4 separate regions of the Mus musculus genome follow, and all the other regions are linked to region 3. Evidence: chromatin contacts called from public promoter capture Hi-C data. All regions are on one chromosome and are shown on one strand. Each heading gives the region's core, a stretch centred on a gene start, on an enhancer-like site or on the middle of the called end of the contact. The rest is flanking DNA. Distances are from core to core; before and after follow the strand shown.

What was found. Promoter capture Hi-C pulls out the DNA fragments that hold promoters and counts their contacts. Capture Hi-C pulls out chosen DNA fragments and counts their contacts.
Region 1: a promoter capture Hi-C map of the SN4741 cell line shows a contact between it and region 3, with 2.8 times the contacts expected there. The contact joins the promoter of Sdc4 here to the promoter of Eppin in region 3. A contact is called at or near these places in 2 of 39 promoter capture datasets (the SN4741 cell line and embryonic stem cells), 2 of 115 datasets of contacts at active chromatin or transcription factors (embryonic stem cells and pancreatic cancer cells) and 2 of 9 other capture datasets (adipose tissue and liver).
Region 2: a promoter capture Hi-C map of adipose tissue shows a contact between it and region 3. The contact joins the promoter of Slpi here to the promoter of Eppin in region 3. A contact is called at or near these places in 3 of 39 promoter capture datasets (embryonic stem cells, liver and stem cell-derived epiblast-like cells) and 2 of 9 other capture datasets (adipose tissue and liver).
Region 4: a promoter capture Hi-C map of macrophages shows a contact between it and region 3, with 6 read pairs. The contact joins the promoter of Dnttip1 here to the promoter of Eppin in region 3. A contact is called at or near these places in 12 of 39 promoter capture datasets (the 3T3-L1 cell line, 3T3-L1-derived adipocytes, the C10 cell line and 8 more), 1 of 15 datasets of contacts at CTCF or cohesin (the NIH/3T3 cell line), 17 of 484 Hi-C or Micro-C datasets (Sertoli cells, bone marrow-derived macrophages, cerebellum and 8 more), 8 of 115 datasets of contacts at active chromatin or transcription factors (embryonic stem cells, epiblast stem cells, forebrain and 4 more) and 4 of 9 other capture datasets (adipose tissue, embryonic stem cells, liver and 1 more).

What each region holds. Positions count from the first base shown.
Region 1 is chr2:164,441,871-164,444,936 of GRCm38.p6, forward strand. It overlaps Sdc4 (syndecan 4), which reads right to left and starts at 1,318. Exons shown (of 5, transcript NM_011521.2): 1 at 1,220-1,318. The coding sequence starts at 1,294.
Region 2 is chr2:164,355,070-164,358,286 of GRCm38.p6, forward strand. Slpi (secretory leukocyte peptidase inhibitor) reads right to left here and starts at 1,438. Exons shown (of 4, transcript NM_011414.3): 1 at 1,119-1,438; 2 at 382-543. The coding sequence starts at 1,203.
Region 3 is chr2:164,591,956-164,594,963 of GRCm38.p6, forward strand. Eppin (epididymal peptidase inhibitor) reads right to left here and starts at 1,616. Exons shown (of 4, transcript NM_029325.2): 1 at 1,471-1,616. The coding sequence starts at 1,561.
Region 4 is chr2:164,744,410-164,747,545 of GRCm38.p6, forward strand. It overlaps Dnttip1 (deoxynucleotidyltransferase, terminal, interacting protein 1), which reads left to right and starts at 1,606. Exons shown (of 13, transcript NM_133763.1): 1 at 1,606-1,749; 2 at 2,298-2,368; 3 at 3,054-3,136. The coding sequence starts at 1,645. It also overlaps a transcript of Wfdc3 not described here.

The DNA of each region.
Region 1 (3,066 bases), core at 68-2,567, 150 kb before region 3:
AAGAATGGTAAACAGGGAGGTTTTCTGAAATTAAACACGCTCGATTCCAAAGCCACCAGGAAGCCATCAGAGCAGAAACCAGCATGCAATGGGTTCCGTACCTAACTGCAATTGTGCTAGAGAGTGCATACACTCTCATCTCGAGCCTCCTGAACATAATCAACTATTCCCTAAATAAGCCCAGAGAAAAGGTGGCTTTCAAAAGAACATTAATGATTAAACTCCAGAGTCTCACTCCCCCTAAAACTTAGACTAACGGTACAAATGGCCCGTGCTCATGGGTCAGACCACCCTCTCCCAGGAACTGTCATGCCCTGTAAATTCCCTTGCCTCCTAAACGCCTGCTAGGACTGAGCTGATCCGGCCCTAGATCCTTGTTGACTCTGATCCTGAAAAGGAAAGGTTTCTTTAGGTTCCCTGGGATCTTTTCTCCTCTAGATCCTTCTCCGCACTCAGGTGGGTGCCTCAATTTCCCCGTGTGCGGTTTCAACCAAAACACTTCCCACAAAACAGTTGAAGCTCAATCTCTAGCCTGGAGCTGATCGGAAAGTTATCCTTTAAGTCCGCTCTGGAAAAATAAGGAACCCTACTTTTTGGACAGCCTAAAGCAGGAAGGGTCACCTCATGATATGTTCTGTAGATAGGTCAGGTGACCTTAGAAGGAGGTGATCTTGCCCCTTAAGTCAGTCGTACCAAGACTGTGGCCAGAACGAAGGCCAGGATTCAGTCTTCTCCATTCCCCAGGGTTTGTGAAACGGGGTCCTCCGCACAGCCCTAAAGTGTTCCAGCTCCCGAATACAAGCTGCCCACCCCGTCCCCAGACCATCTCAGATTCGAGCCTCCTGCTATGGACACCCAGAGGGCCACTCCGCGCGCAGCGCCAGCACTGGGATCACAAAGTAGGGGTGAGGGTGTGGGAGGAGAAAAGTTGACACCAACTTAGTCACGTCCCACCCGGGAGCCCAGAGGCCAGGCTGAGTCCAGAGCTCAGAGCAACAGGCTAGGGGTGCACGGCGCGTGGAAGAGTCTCCGGCAGCCTTCTCGAGACCCAAGAGCAAAGTTTCCTCACAAAGTTTTCCCTGTCTCGGCGTCCAGAGGGGGTTGGGGGGAGGGAGCACAGTTCGCGATGCACCCTACTCCCTCCGGATCCCGGGATTTGAGGGGACAAAGAAGGCACCCCCCAATTCTCCCCCCTCCAAGACATCCTTCAAATACATACCGACTCTCCGGGGACCAAGGGGAAGCCTCCGAGGAGCAGCAGCAGCAGCGGCGCAAGCAGGCAGGCAGGCGCCATGGCTTCAACAGCGCAAACCAGTGGCCCGGAGCGGGCGCGCAGCCCTTCTTATAGGCAGCAGCCCTGCCCCGCCCCCAGTGCTCGCCCGCACCGCCCGGAATTCCCCCGGGAAAGCTTAGGCCTGCGGGGTGCTGCGCTGGGCAAGCTGGAAACCACTGGGGTGGGACCCAACCCGCCCGGGGACCCGCCCACAGCGTGCCTGCCGGCTCCAAACTGACCTCAATCTGTAGCTCCAGGAGCTGCAGCCCATGATAGTTAACCGATCTACTGCGAGGCAGTCTGCCTAAAATCCGAGGATCACTGCTTAGCCCCCAATTTATAGCTGGGGAAACTGAGGCCCATAAACGGGGTAGGATTGACTAGGGGTCTGCTGTTTTTACCAGTCTTCAAAGCGGATGCGCTCCGCTTTGTCAGGGAGTATTCCCCAAGTGGCGCTTGAATTCGGATAGTTTTTGATTAGCAACTCTGAACCGACAACGACGAAATGGTTCAAGTTTTTCCAGGCCTGCTGTCGAAATTATTCCAACCCCAGGGCGCCAGCGCAGAAGCAGCTGGAAAGACAAAGGAACGAGCCTGCCTGTGCACTAAACAGTGTGATTTATCAACTGAAGTGTGAATTGTGTGTAATACTCACGTGTCACGAAATAGTCTTACTCTTTTGACTTGTCCTCTCAATTGACTCTCTTATTTCTCAAGGCGGCTTCTACACCGGATCCAAGAATGTTGCTTCTAACACCATCCTAACAAAGTAGGTAATGGTAAGATTCTTTAGTCCCACCCTCAGCACAGATACTGATGGAATCAATAATCGAAAAACTGAAGGACACACACACACACACACACGTGATAGGGAAGGGCTGTCATCCTGGCATTTGAGATACTGAGGCAAGGGGACAGTCGGAGTTTAAAATGAGCCAGCTGGTGTCAGTGTGAAACCCTGTCTTTAAAAAAGTAGGGGGAGGGGCATGCTAGAACCATCAATCAAAACTTTTGATCTTTGACATACCGATACATTGTTCTAAGGGTACATTTGTGCATACATAATGTGGTTTTGGAATTAGGGCATTTTGGCCTGTCTTAGGATATTCTGAATTCACATACTTTCCAAGGTAAATATGACCCCTCGCCCCTGTTCCTCTTTGAATTGCCTAAACTAACCCTAACTCACTATGTCCCAGCTCAGCACTACCTCCTCCATAAGAATACAGGCAGGGCATACTCTGTCCTGTTCTATTCCTTGGCTTTCCTTATTCTAGCCCTTAATTATTTTCTGAGAATTAAAGTCTCTTGTGGCAGAGAGCTTTGAGAGAAAAACAGTTTTCCAATACTGACCGTGGGTTTATCTTGCCCCAGACTTAACGGTGAGCAATTGTTCTCAATTATTTGAATATACTTCCCTAAAAGTTGGGCACTGAGAAAATAAATGAATCACTCTAACTAGAATAAGAAACTCTTTCTCATAAGCCGGGTGTGGTGACATGTGCCAGTAGATTTCTGAATTCAAGACCAGCCTGGTCTACACAATGAGTCAGGGCTATGTAGAGAGACCCTGTCTCAAAGGAAGGAGGATGACAAGGAGAAATCCTTTCTTATTAGGCATGGTTTTATAGGAGAGGCAGCCAGATCTCTGAGGCTGAGGACAACTTGTTCTATAGTTCAGGTTCCAGGCCAACCAGAGCTATGCAATAAGAGAGAACCTGTCTCAAAAGTAAAGAAATAAGTAAATAAATAATAGAAAGAAAACGTTTCGCAATTCAAATGGTTTCCAGTCT
Region 2 (3,217 bases), core at 188-2,687, 240 kb before region 3:
AACACATCTCCATGTCTTTAACCCAACATCTCCTTCCTGAGCGAGGAAGTTCGTCCCCATCCACCCATCACCTTTGTCACCTCCTCCCAAACACGCCTCCTGAAAGAGGACCTGCTTCCTCGCTACCATCTAGCCTCCAGCCAATGCAGGGGACCAGCTCTCCAGCCCCGAAAGGGCCGAATGGTTGTAAAGCCATCATCCTCACAGAGTGGCAACTGCAGGCAAATGGCTCTTCCTGCCAATGGCAGCAAGAGGCCTTGACTAACTGACATGTTGGACCCAACAGCTCTTAGAAACAAGGATGCCTGGGAGGGACTCTTCATTCACTCTGGGTGGCTCTTGACGTTGATTGTCCCCTCTCTGTTTTCTCTGCTGGCTCACCTGGTTTGCGAATGGGAACAGGATTCACGCACTTGGAACCGCAAGCATCTTGGCAGCACCTCTGCTTTCCCGGGCACTCCCAGTCAGTACGGCATTGTGGCTTCTCAAGCTTAAGGCACTGGGCAGGCTTTTTAGCAGGGCAGGCTCCGATTTTGATAGCATCTAAAGAGAAGCTCAAGATGTTAGGAGGGTACGGACTATCATCATTCCTAGACGAAGGTCCACATCTCAGAATATAGACCCTCATTCCAGTGGCCCACAACTTCAAAGAGAAATACCGGGCTGACCTAGGGAGGAAAAGTCAGACTTGGTCAACCAAGACATGTGACCAGGAAAAATCAGACTGAGGATAAAAGGTACCGGGCTCCCAGTCAAGGTTTTCTACCTCAGGGCTAAGCAAGATCTCACAAAGACAGAAGGTGGGAGCAGGAATAATGGAGACCAAGAGAAATAAATAGGAAGGGAACTAATATGTGAGATGCTGAGAACTAAAGCCAGAGACAGAAACAAACAGAAAGGCTAAAGGGCAGGGACAGAGCTGTGTGAGACCTGAGCTGACAGGATGGCTGCATAAGAGGAGCACCTCTACATGCCTTGAAACTTCATCAAGACCTCAGACCCCAGCGAGACACAGATGTCGCCCTGAGGTCAGAGTAAACTGAAAAACAGCCCAAACCATCAGGAGCCCCCACCTCTGATACTCCAGGCAATGTTGGACCAAAGCAACTCCAACTCACCATTTTTGCCTCCTTCCACAGTCCAGGGTGCCAGGATCCCCAGAGCAAGGAGCACCGTGAAAGGTAAAAGGCCGCAGGACTTCATGGTGAAGGCAGGGGAGCTCTGATGACCAGTCCCGAGGATCACTATTTATGTCTTTACCAGGAGGCGTGGCCCCAGTGGCATGCATTTGGCCCCTCCCTGTGGCTCTTGCACAGGCAGGAAGCTTAGCCACAGAACAGGAGTCTTGCTGCTACAGAAGTAGGTGGCAGACTTTCTGTTTCAGGCAGGACCATGAGGCCATCAGAGTAACCACCTGAGAGCTGAAAATGACAGAAGCTGTCTTGGAAGTTATCAGCAGAGGGACATTGCAAGTGATCACCTGAGCCCTGAGCATTGTGAAATCCCAAGACTATTGCTCTCACTAGTAGAGAAGAACCAGTCACAAAAGGGTTACCCTAACCTGAAGCTGAGACATCACACGTGGACTCTCGGCTGAAACTCTGCCATACACCTCTATTTTTTTTTTTTTTAATGTTCCTGGACTTTCTGGGATTTTGAAACTCTAACCTATTGCTCAATACAAATTCCTTCTCGAGATGAAGATGACGCATGGCTCAACCAACTGATGTTGATTTCTGCCAAATCATTTGCACCGCTGTTTGCCCGGTGCCCATTCCATGACTGGAACCTGGAAAGCAATCCCTAAACAAATGAAAGTTACACACAGAAGGGCCTTGCCTTCAGCCAACCTTGTTGGAGCTCAGTCTCTTAGTCGTGAAACAACTTGGGACTGGTTTTAAGATTAAGGGCTTAAAATGACCCTTAAAGTAATGAATGAATTGCATCAATGGCTAATAGAGATCACTGATGCGGACTGGAGGAAAGAGACAGGGCCTCTTACTCATCGCTGCAATCAGCGTGGAGCTGTGGTGTCCTTTGACTTGTTAAAGGAATTCATTCTTCCTACCCCTAAATCCTCCACAGGCTTCAGATGTCAGCCAAAAACTATGGCTGCCATGCATTCCGCCCACTATGGATGCTCCCTGGTGTGTGTTGATTGCATCCAATGATCAGAAGAGATATCGTTCTCTGTAGACTTCAACCCAAGATTCCCTTCCTACAAATCCCGAGCCTTCCTGCAAATCCTGAGCCTTACGTCAGCATCGTGGCACCATCTCTGTAGATTCCATATTTGTGCATTTATACCATTTGCCTCCTCTGTCTACCCCCTCCAATCTCACCCCCCACCCTCCTCCTTCTCAAGTTCTCGGCCTCTCTTGGCCTCTCTTTCTTTAATTATTACTGTTCTGCGTGTATATGAATAGATATACTGATACAACCTACTGAGTCAGGTTAGTGCTGCTCATGTGTGTATGTCTTTTAGGGCTGATCACTTGATATTAGATAGCCAACTGGGCTCATCCTTAGGAAAGACCCCCTCTCTTGGCAATCTTTAAGTACCTGTATTTTATCATCTAGGGGTGAAGCTCCGAGAGATTCCCCCTTCCACCATGGCATGTCAACTGGTATCCAGGTCTTATTGAGGCAGCCATGATGGATGTTGAGATGTCATGGTCCTTGTAATTTTCCCACTTGTTCCTCAAAGGAAGTTTGTAGACATTGAAACAGACACAAAAAGGCTATGTGTTAAGTACTGGGCTCCACAAGGTATTCTCTAAGCCAGGAGCCAGCTGTTAGCAGAGCCTTTTATGCAGAAATTATTCCATGGTTTCAATTTTGGTGCCAAAGAAAAGGGAAGAAAAAAATCAGTATGTACTGAGTTACTACAGCCAGTGGTGTGGACTGGCTGCTAACTAGCAAACTTGTAGAGGTTGTAGGAGAGAAATGGAAGGTCTGGCTTCCCACCTTGGGCAGGCTTACTGGTTGGATAAGGGTTTGTTCTCGCTTCCTCCCACTCCTCTCCACTCCTTTCCACTCTGTGTTCCTTCCTATCTTCCTCCGTGCCAAGAATTTTCTAAATATTTGTTTCTTAAAGAGTCGAGATGAGAACTCCACACCTAGATCTTTCTGTTTGTGATTAATGGTTGGTTGACTGACTATTTGAAAACAGCTCTTTTCATCAGAAAGAACCCTGTAACCAACAATATTTCTTATG
Region 3 (3,008 bases), core at 366-2,865:
CCATCCCTGCTACCCCCCAGCTGCTGGGGCAGAACTTTTCAACACTGGTGACAATCACCTGTTGGCCATGGGAGCTGCCCTGTGCTTTGTGGAACCTTTAACAGCCACCTTGGCCTCATGTACTAGACATCCTGGGCACTCCATCCATCTCCTAACAATCCAGACACTCTCCAGACCCTGGGAATGCCTCCTTGGGAGTAGACCCTTTCCACTACAGCCTCTGTTTCCTTTGTTCTAGCTATTCAGTTATGTCGTGTTGCTGTTTTCCTCTAGAGGGCAACATTGCACAGTGATTCCTCCCCCACCTGCAGCTGGGTTTTGGAATCCTAACTCTGCCGGGAGTGTGTGTGTTGTGGAGGAGAAACAGGATCCTAAATACATTGTATACAATTTTCAACGGGTTAATACAGGTGTTATCGTAGAAAAATCTTTAGTTGGTTGAATGCTGGTAGCCTTGTGATGGTGGGCACATTCTTTAAATTCTGTGTCTTCTAGTTTCAAAGAGGGAAGTTTACGGACAAAGAGCTATATACAACTAAGGGGTGCTAAGTTCAGGAGAAATAGTCTTTCCCAGGGAAGACCCCCCTAATTTAATTGCTTATCCAATACCAAATGGTCAGCCCTGAAATCATATACATACAGAAAATAATAAACAGACACAGCAGGCTGTATTTATTTAGGCTCTCTCTCTCTCTCTCTCTCTCTCTCTCTCACACACACACACACACACACACACACACACACAGATAACAGCAACAATTAAAGAAAAAGAGGCCGTAGTTTCAGACGGAGTGGGAGCAGGTATGTAAAAGGAATTGGAAGGAAGAAAAGGAAGGGGAAAATTATATTTTAATGTTTAAAATTCCAAAATTTTAAATTAAAAGAATAAAACAGGAGTGTTGATAGGACTTCCTCTCGTAGAGTTCTTGTGAGGATTAAATGAGATAGTGAACACAAGCAAATGTTAGCTAATACCTGCAGAGCGGTCACCGTGGGGGGAAGCTTTACTCTGTCCTGTTTCTTCACCACAAAGCTGTAGGGCCAAAATTCGTTTAAAATGAAGAAATCAAGTTCCAGAGAGGACACGTGGAAATTAAATATTTTGCTCAAGATCACCAGGCTACCAACTCTGTACAACCCACCAACTCTGACCCCAGAGCCCCCAGACAAATATGTCTGTCTACTTCTTTAAGAGGTGAAAGGTCTTCCCATTAATGTTGGAACCATAACCCTTCCTCACCTCCCCTTTTTAAAGGGACTTTGAAGGTGTTTCCCCAGACCCCTGTCCCTGTATCAACACAGAGGTCGTTGTAACACTAAGAGACCTTATAAGTATCTCTCTCCTCTCCTGAGCCACACCCAGGAAGGAGCTGTAGAAAGGTGACCCACACCTGAGGAATTGTTCTTTGTCTCTTCCTTCCAGTAAACTTCCCTTTCTCCCAGACAACACTAGAAAAAAACAGTACTTACTGGGAAACAGCAAGTCAGCTAGACTAGGTCCCTGGACTCTTGCAAGCAGGCCAAATAGCACAAGAATGCTCACAAATCCAGAAAGCTTCATTCTGGCGAGGGGCTGGCCTGGCTGGTAGTTCTAGAACATGGAAATGTCTGCTGCCTTCGCCCATCCGATTCTCTCAGTAGGCTGTACCTTGGCTGTAAGAGCTGGAGAAAAGCCAGTCACCTACTATCTTGCTGGGAACACCAAGTTCTCGAGATCATAAGTGGAGCTAATGACATTCACAGCCCACATCTATGGAGAAAGCCTTTCTGCTTGGACTGCATAGGGCTAGCATTCTGGTCAACCAGGGTAGTGCCCAAAGTGTACTCTACACCATCCATGCTGCACTGAGGGTCAATGCTGTCCTCTTGGGCCTTCATCTTGATAACTCAAAGTTAATGTGGCATGCCCTCTTTACCATTAATTTACCACTTTTAAAACACTCACTCCGTTAAGCACACTCTCTATTGTCTTAATATCTCTTCATGTTTATTCCCATGGTAGGTCCAAGGTCTCTGTGTTCCCTTCTCCCTCTCCCACAGTTTCTTCCCACCGTTTTCCCATTTATCATCTCTCAGGGACACTTTTTTTTTTAAATGAAGGCCAAAGAGTAAAGAGTTGCCAAAGAGAGCACAGGACTGGGGAGAAACCAGGTGGATAACAGAGTCTTTAGATAGCATTTGTCACAGTGTTGTTGAATGTTGCAGAGCGCAGGGAGCCTCCACCACATGACAGAGTGTTGCCTGAGAAGACACTGAAATAAAGACACGGGTCTGAGAGACTACAGCTGAATCAAGGACAACACTGTAGAGCTGCTGGATACTAAGTGTGCTGTCAGAAGAAGGGTGCACACGTGAGCAGCCCCCTCCTAGTTGTGCATCTCCAGTACCAGCTGCTGAACACTGGGCTAGAAGGCAGAGAAGCTCTCTGCGAAAGGGAAAATATTAACAGCCAGATTCTACTTTCTTTCCCTGTGCTGGTAACATATTGTGCAGGTCATTGTTCTCAACTTGTTTTATGTGATAGCTAAGCACACAGCCTCATCATCGGGATCAGAGGCAGAACCCCCATGGAAATCCCATATCAGCAGATTTGCAATGTCACTTAAGGATTATTTCTCAAAAATGCTAAAATGATTTTGCTGGGGATTAAGCCCAGATCTGCATAGGCTGGGAGACACTCTCCCATGGACCTACAGCTCAGGTCTTAGAAATAGAATTTCTACTAGACAACCTGATCTTCTTGGACTTCTGTATTCTCTCAAAGACAGCCAGCAGGCGAAAACTTGGTGTTTCTAATCTGAAAGACCCTGGGGTATTTTATCTTGCAGCAGGATTATGTGACCCAGAGCAGAAAGGATTCTAACAAGTATCACCCAGCCAGTGAATGTGCGAGACAGGATTCCAGGGCACCGAGTCTGTGAGTCTCCACCTCAGGCCACTGGCTGGTGATGAGGATCTAATTTATTGTAGACTTGAAGGAAAGAATTGTAACCCTAGTCCGAAGGGAA
Region 4 (3,136 bases), core at 356-2,855, 150 kb after region 3:
AGCTCAGCCTAGAGCTACAGAGGAGGGTCTTGCCTAAGGGAAAACAAAAACAAAAAAGCCACCATTGTTTAAAGCAAGGAAGTGCCTTGTTAAAAGGTGGATGTTGGGGCTAGAAAGATGGCCCAGCAGTCATGGAGCATGTGTTGCTCTTGTAGAGGACCAGGGTTCAGTTCCCAGCACCCACAGGGAAATTTACAATTATCCATAACTTTATTTCCAAAGGATCCAATACCCTATTCTGACCTCTGCGGATACCAGGTACATAAATGATGTACATACATACATGCATACCAGCAAAACACTCATACACATAAGTAAACCTAAAAAAATAAAAGTGGACGTTGGAACATGGAACAAAACTGGCATTGTTGATTATCTAATATGTGTTTTATATGCAGTATTTTAATACATACAATAATATTTCAGAGGAAAAAGTCCTTAAGTGACGGTTGCTGGAAATTACTATTATATTAGAATAATTTAAGGAGTTACTTATACCAAAGTTTTAAGTGCTTTGCATAAAATAATCCAGCCCTAGTATCAACCATATGACGACTCTGGGGTCAATTTCCAACACGACATAAACCAAACGTGGACTGTGGCATGCCTGTGAACCGGCATTGTGGAGGTGGAGGCAGATCCTTAGTTACATGGTCCAGGCTGGAATACTTGAAACTGTGGACGAATGACCGTGCAATTAGTATGCAGGAGAATAGCGGTAAGCGATCCAGTCCCACAGCCAATGTTCTTAGCCTTTGGCTTTGAGACAGCTCTACACCACAGCTACTTCCTTCCTCGGTGTTGGGGTTATGTTATCACACCAGGCCCTATCCAACGTTAACGATCATATCACATCAGGTTGGAATCTAGATCTTTCCTAACACAAAATTCATATACGTTACACTACCTGCTTCTTGTGACCCGAGAAGAGTTATTTTATCACCCGTAACTGAATCCGAATTCTTTCACAGACAGCTTACCTCTCTGAGGTAGTGCTAAGAGGAGCTCTGGAGAACGCCACAGTTGTTAAACCTTTCATCCCCTACCTATCCCAGAATCAACCATCTAGGGGAGAGAAGGCCAGCTCTCTGCAACAGGACTAGTTCACAAGCCAAAACCCAACTTTCATTCTGATGCCTTTCGACACAAGCGGCAGCCCGCAAAGGCTAGTAGTATGGTGTTTAGGTGTTTGGGTATTTAGGGTGGCACCAACAACCCCTTCTTTTGTTGGCTTTCCCGGTTCCTGAGTCAGACTACTCCAATTCGGGGGAGGCTGTGCTAAGATTTCAGATGTTCCTGCGGTTTTCAAAGATTGAACTTCGGGCTGCCCTCATCCGAAGCCCCGTGCTCCCCCGCTGAAGTGTATGCTCTGCTGCCCTCACACCGCCCTCGTCCCTTGACTGAATGGCCCCCGAACACCCACACTCGGTCCCCAGCCGTTGTCTCCCAGGGGTCTGGAAGCCTCAACGTCGTCCCCGACACCAAAGACGAGGTGGCTCCTAGGCGGCAGTTCGGTTCCCATAGCAACCCCACGGCGCACGCGCGTCGCGCTTCCGGCCGGGTGGCTCGGGCGCTCCCGTGACGTCACGGCGCCGCTTTCCGGTGGCTGAGTCGAGCTGAGGTTGTTGTGGGCCGGGGGGCGCCATGGGGGCGACTGGCGACACCGAGCAGCCGCGGGGCCCCGGCGGGGCGGAGCGAGGTGGCCTGGAGCTGGGCGACGCGGGCGCGGCGGGCCAGCCGGTTCTCACGGTGAGGGCGCCCGGGCGAGGCCGGGGCTCGGGCCGGGCAGGGCCTCGGGCTCCCGGGCCCCGGGCCCGCGGGCGAAAGAACGCGGCGGCCGTGCGGCCCTGGGAATGTCGTTTTCTCAGTGCCGCTACAAGCTGGATTCAGATTGTAGCTAGGTGACGTGGGCCTGATGTGACACCCTCTGAGCGCCAGGTTTCTCTTCTGTGAAATGAACAGCAATAACCCGAGCTTGCTGGAGTTGTGGTGGGATGGGCTGATAAAGGCGGGTAGAACGCCCTGACTCGTCACCCGCCTCATAGTAGACCCTAGGTAAACACTGCTGCCCTTCCTCTTGCTCTTCCAGAAAAAGCGAGCTTTGGACATTGGTGACAGAAAACATTTTCCCAGTTCCTCCACCCTGACAGGGTCTTCCAGCCACTGAATTAATTCCCCTTCACCCCAAGGTGGGAGAAGTGAGAAGCAGGAACGTCTAGGTTTAGCGCCATACTCACTTTCTCCTCATCCTCACTATGAGAAGCCTCGGTGACATTTGCCCACTTGGTCCCCAACAGAACCCTTGGAACATAATGATAAAACATCGGCAGGTGCAGCGAAGGGGCCGCCGATCTCAGATGACCACAAGGTAAGGCTCGACCTGGGTGAGACCTGAGATCCAGTTGTGTGGACTGCAGTGAGTGCTTTGGGAACCCCACTGTAGGAGTCTGAGATCAACAGCCCGTAAAGAGCACAGGAGTGGGGAGGCTGTAACTTCCTGTCACCTTGTCAGGTCCACATCCTAACCAAGCAGGGAAGGAATGAACGTCTAGTCTGTCTCCGTGATTGAAGTCTGTAAGTCAGAGGATGTGAATTCAAGATTACAGACATCTGTTCTAATGCAGACTGAGATGTTTGTTAACACAAGCCTTTAGCTTTTCTTAGACTCTGTTTTCTCAGCTTTGACATGGGGCATCCAGCCTGGGGAAGGGATGGGCCTTGGGAATTCTTCTTGTATTTTTGACCTGGGATAGTGATAATCATTTATTAATTACAATACTTGGCAGAGGCAGGCAGACCTCTGTGAGTTTAAGGCCAGCCTGATCTATGTAGTGAGTTCCAAGACAACCAGACTACATAGTGAGACTCTGTCTCTAAAAAAGGAAAAGAAAAAATATGTGTGTATTATATTTCATAAAATACTTGGAAAATAATTCCTATTTCACAGAGTTATAATGAAATAAATTTTAGAATCCCATGTTGCTAACTAGCTGAGTAGTCTGGGAAGGTCTGTTTGGAACACTCCCCTGACTCTGTCTCCCCAACAACCCCAGTTTCACAGACCCAGCCATCTCTATGGATCTCCTCCGTGCTGTCCTGCAGCCTAGCATCAATGAGGAGATCCAGGGTGTCTTCA